Linked DNA regions of Athene noctua: region 2 is linked to region 1. Evidence: chromatin contacts called from public Hi-C data. All regions are on one chromosome and are shown on one strand. The core of a region is the stretch at or near the end of the contact, and the rest is flanking DNA. Distances in the headings are between cores, read along the strand shown. Region 1 holds the start of PARP1 (poly(ADP-ribose) polymerase 1). Region 2 holds the start of PSEN2 (presenilin 2).

What was found. A called contact is a pair of places that touch in the nucleus more often than the background predicts.
Region 2: a contact with region 1 is called in a Hi-C map of heart, with 5 times the contacts expected there. The contact joins the promoter of PSEN2 here to the promoter of PARP1 in region 1. A contact is called at or near these places in 2 of 2 Hi-C or Micro-C datasets (heart and liver).

The regions. Positions count from the first base shown.
Region 1 is chr1:109,575,828-109,578,431 of bAthNoc1.hap1.1, reverse strand. It overlaps PARP1 (poly(ADP-ribose) polymerase 1), which reads left to right and starts at 1,288. Exons shown (of 23, transcript XM_074897319.1): 1 at 1,288-1,470. The coding sequence starts at 1,351.
Region 2 is chr1:109,791,062-109,793,665 of bAthNoc1.hap1.1, reverse strand. It overlaps PSEN2 (presenilin 2), which reads right to left and starts at 1,296. Exons shown (of 11, transcript XM_074897324.1): 1 at 1,278-1,296. All of the region lies in intron 3 of LOC141956531 (a long non-coding RNA gene), which reads left to right.

The DNA of each region.
Region 1 (2,604 bases), core at 39-2,538:
TCCAGACCTGTAGTGCCGTATTCAGGGTACACCCTTTCACCGCTGCTGGACTGTTGGAGAGTGAACGCTGTGTACGCTCATAGCAAACGTGTGACAGCCAGGGAGAGCGGGAGCGCAAGATGAAAGGCGCGTTAACACCTCAGGCCTTACAGGTTTGCCGTGCGCAACTTTGACTGATACCCGCGAGGTCTCTGAGGCCCACCCGGGACGGAACATCCCACTTTAGTTGAACCCTAATTCCAGACTCACTGTAAAACTAATGACAAGGACTCAGCAAAAGGTTGGAATGACTTCAGTGATCTTCCTTTCTCCAGTGAAGGTACAGAGCCAATGCCCTCTGCTGATACTAGAGGACATGACCTCCTGTAAGCGAGAAAAAGCCAAAATTTAACTTATCGAGTAACTCTTTTTGCTTTCTTCAGCACCCATACCGTTACCCCCAGGGACTCCCCCACGGGGAGTGAAACCTCCCGGCCAGGCCCTGGCCAAGGGACGGCTGCTAAGCCCAGGCTCTCCCGAGGCCCGGGCAGCCCGCTTGCCGCAGGGAGCTCTACCCGGGCGGGGCGGTCACTTCAGGCAGCGGCACCAGCCTGTCCCTGTCCAGACACAAGCCCCCCGCTTCCCTCCCCCTGCGGGGCTCCTCCCTGCAGGCTGCCCAGAGACTGGGGGTGCCGGGCAGAACGCTGGGCGCCGCCCGTCCTCAAAGGGGCGACTTGCGCCCCCCGCGCAGCCCCCGCCGCACTCCGCACGCCAGGGAGGGCGGCCGGACACGCCGCCTCCGCGCTGGGGGGCCGGGCCGGGCGGGCGGCGGCTTTGCCCGGTGTTCGCTACAGGCCCCCTCCTCAGCCTTGGGAGCTGGCGGCTCCCTGCAGCTGTGCCGGATAAACTGCCGGGCCCGGGGCGCCCGGAGTGGCGGGGCGGCGCCGGGAGAAGCCGGTCACCGTGGTGCGCCCCGGTGCTTTTAACCGGGCTGGCTTCTCGCGGGGGCTGCCTTGGGGAAGGGGACACCCAGGGAACCGGCCGCCCCGCCCCGCGCGGGCGCCTCGGCCCAGCCAGGCCGCTCCCGGCGGCGGGAGGCGGAGGGGCCGCGGGGGCCGAGCGGCCCCGCCGCCACGTGACCGCCGCCGCCTCCCACCCCCCATTGATACACTGTGGCAAACCGGAACGTTCCAGGCGCCGCCAGGCATGCCAAATCGCTGCCCGAGCGGCAGATCGGGCCGGGCCGCTGAGGCGGCGGTGGGCGCTCGGCGCTCGGCTAGCGCTCCCGCCGGCGGGCGCGGTGGGGGTGGAGCGCGGGACGGCGGGTGCGCGGCGCGGGGCGGCTCCGTGGCGGCGGGAGCGGCAGCGGCGATGGCGGAGCCGGCGGAGAAGCTGTACCGGGCGGAGTACGCCAAGAGCGGCCGCGCCTCCTGCAAGAAGTGCGGCGAGAGCATCGCCAAGGACTCGCTGCGCCTGGCCCTCATGGTGCAGGTACCGCGTGGCGGGGCCTGGGCCGGCAGCGGGGCGGGCTGGTCGCTCGGCTCCGCTCCGCGCCTGCCGCGGCGGACCGGAGCCCTTCGGTCGAGCTTCTCTCCGCTGCCACGGTGGCGAGCGCAGTCTATTTTTAGTGTGGGCGCCTTCGCCCGCCGCTCCCTGCGGTCCCCGCAGCCCTGCCCGCCGCCCCCGGGCTGGGGGCTGCGCCCCGCGGGGGCCGGCGCTGTCGGCAGCCTGGGCTGCGAAGGCGCCTGGAGGTGAAGCGGCGCAAAGTTCAGCGTTAAGTGCCTTAGCGGGGGATTGCAGAGGCGGAGGGGTCGGCTCGGGGGCGCTCACAGAGGCTCTTTGTTGTCACCCGGCAAGCGCGGAGGGGGGGAGCGGGAGGTGGGCGGAGGAGGGAGGCGAGCTCAGCCGCTCGACTTCCCCGTGCCCCGGGAAGAGTCTGTCACCCGCGGTGTTTTGCGTGGGGTCGGGGAAATCTCCGCTTGGTGCGCGCTTTGCATACGGAAGGGAAAATCTGGGACCCGGAACGTGGTGGAGGGCGTGGGTGTCCTCCCCTCCTTTCCCCTTCCAGCCCGGATTGCTGCAGGGCTGGCGGTCAGGCTTGTGCTGCCAGCAGCAGGGAGGGGTTCTAGAGCTGGCTGGCACCTTGCGGACGTGAAACGGCGAGCTGGAGCGCAGTTAGCGAACTGAACGCGGAGGCATGTTTTGCTGCCGGCTGTTCTCAAATTATTTGCCTTTTGGGGAAGAGACTTGCTCGGCTTCTTTTCTAAAGGAAGGGAAGGGCCCCGGCTGGTGTTGGAGGGCCAGGAATTTGTGGGGGCTCGCTCGGGCAGAGCGAGGAGCTGCCTTCCCAGGCTTGAGCCTCGGCCTGTCTCTGGCGAGGGAGAGGAGCAGGCGCCCGCAGCCTTCGGGGGGTGCAGGTGGGCAGCGGGCCGAGTTCGGGGCGGGGAGGTGCTGCTGCGTCTTGTGAAAGATGAGCAGATGCGCAGAGGTGTAGTTACGGAAGGCGGGCGAGGGCGCCGGGGATGAGCTCTGGAGCCTCTGTTGTGTGTCCCGGCGGGTTCCGCCCCCGGCCCGCCGCCGGGAGCCGCTTCTGCCCCTGCGAGAGGCGGCGCCTGGAGACCGGGC
Region 2 (2,604 bases), core at 47-2,546, 220 kb before region 1:
AACATGCATGCTGCTGAAATGACAGGGGACCTGCAACACAGCATCTCAAATGCTGTTCACTTTCAGCCCCAGAACGCAAAAGTAACAAAACATGAGATAATATGGGAAGTTGTAGAGATTTGTAGCGCTCTTTCTCCATTTTAAGGCACACCAGCATAGCAGAATTAGCCCTGCCTTCTTTTGCCCCACAAGAAAAGCATAACATGCTGCCCCAAACAGTTATTTTGCTAGCAGAGCCAAAATCAGACCCTCCCCAAAAGCGTCAGAAGGATTTGCCAGCATTAAGCCCAAATACACTAGCAGTCAACTTCTCATCACAGCAAAAAGGCGCCACAGCCCTGCAGACTTACATCCACCAGTAAAACCTCACAGGTCAGACTTCACACACAGGAGCAGCTACTCATGCTGGTCCCAATACTGCCAGGGGCACCTGAGCCAACCAGTGCTGGAGGTGACACACCAGGGACACCCAAGGACACCCGTGTCAGGGCGGGGTTCCCCGTCCTCCCCAAGTCCCCAGGGCAGCAGGGGCCGCCAGCCACGGGGGCGCAGAGCCCCGGGTGCCCCTGCTGCAGGCCGGGCACAGGGGTACACACCGGGGCTGCGGGCTGGGCTGGCTCCCCTGTCCGCCCCAGCACAGGGCCAGCCCGGCCACCCACACAGCGGCTGGCAGAGAGAGAGACAAGAAGCATTTTAAAAAAAAAAAAAAAAAATTACAAAAAAAATCAACAATCCTGCCAGACAGAGATTTTGCAGGAGGCCAGAAGGAGACCTTACACCCATGAAGGCGCTTTTCGCCCGTTATCCTTTCTCATGGTTAGAAGTCTGGTTTCCGTGGGATTTCCAGCAGCATTTCCCAATGGAATCCTGGGCTGTGGGCATGAATGCCAACGGCCAGCAGAAATACATATATATATTTAAATTTTACATGTATATATACAAACACACCTATAAAAATACATATTTATACATACACATATATATAACATGCACACACATACAGACACACGTCTGTGTACGTACACACTCATACACAACTTTCACCAGAACGAGCCACCGAGGCTGCCGGACCTCCTCCCCCCCGCCTCCGGGCCGGGCCCCGGCGTGCAGCGGAGGGGCCTCGCACGGCTCCACCAGCACGGCGACCCCGAACGCCTGCGCTAAGGCCGCCCAAGGCCGTACCCGTCTCGCCGCGCCCGCAGAGCCCCGGCAACCCGGCGGGGAGAGAGTCCACGCCCGGCCCCTGAGGCGCAGCCTGAGCCGCCGCCGCTGTTTACCTGCTCCCAGCCCCGCGCGAGCTCCACTCCGCTCCCATTGGCTCCGGCGCACTCTGGCCACAACGCCGGCGAGGGGGGCGAGCACGCCCGCCGATTCGCCGAGATGGCTGTCGCTCGGCGGGTTCCCCCGCCTACTAGCCATTCTTCTCCAATGGGAGAGAAAGGTGGGAAGAGGGACGGCCAATAGGAAGGCGGCTCTCCCCGCCCCTTCCTCTGGCGGTGGGGCGACCCATGAGGCTGTGGCCACAGCGCCATAGTGGGCCGGGGCCGGGGCTGGGGCCGGGTCTGGGCGGCGGCGTCCGGGCTTCGTCCTCAGCGGCTCAGCTGGGCCGGGGCCCCTCCTGTGTGCTGCTGTTCCGTGGGCAGGCGCTGCGAGAAGCGGCTCTGTGGACGCGCGAAGTGTGCAGATAACGGGGCGGAGCTCCCCGGTAGAGCCTCGCCACCGCGTCCTTACAGCTGGGTGCCTGAAACCTATAATGCCGGCGGAAGGCAGTGCTAAACTAATTGCTTGAAAATGCCTGCCCTTACACCCGTAACTCGCGCTTTTACAAACCCTGTAACTAACTGAGCCACTCGCGCTTTTAAGGCATTTTCAACCGCCTTCAGTAAAGGGGAAAGCTATGTGAGTGTGCAGATCCTGACTGAAATAAAAAGGTAAGGGGGGAGCCTGGAGCAATAAGTAGAAACCAGAGGAAATGGCTAAAGAATTGTTCTTTTGGAGTTGTGTCTAACCTCGTCTCAGTATAGATCAGAGGGGCGAATAAAGGAAAATTACAAACATTTTCACATTATTTGCTATGGCTGTGAGAAGTTTGTATTTTCAGAGTGTAAGCCTTTTTGGTTTTGGTTTTTTTTTAATTTCTAGCATGATAGCAAGATCATCCTCTAGGCAGATGAAACGGTTTTTCAACCAGCACACAAACTACTCCTGTGCCTCTGTTGTTCCCACTGCTTTATCAAGCAACAGTTAAGTGAAATTAAAATTCTGGCAGCTCTGTAACTTGCGTAACATCTGTGGGGGCAGAGACACGAACAGGAGTCATGGTAAATTCCTTCTGCTGCTGTTGTCACTTAGGTGGAACGTCAGGCAGAAATGAGGAGTTTTGACAGAAGAGCTTCATGTTCCTCTTTGCTTTGTGCCATGCAAATGGAGGGTTAGAGAGCAATGAAGGAGATGTGAGGTATAAGTGTCCTGCTATATGTCATTGGACAAAATGGATTTTTTTGCAGATTCCAGACCTAAGCTGGCAATCAGATTCTTTTCCTCAAATTTCCTGCACAATGCCAGTGACAAGTGATATGCCTTCCTTACACCTGTAGTCTTTAT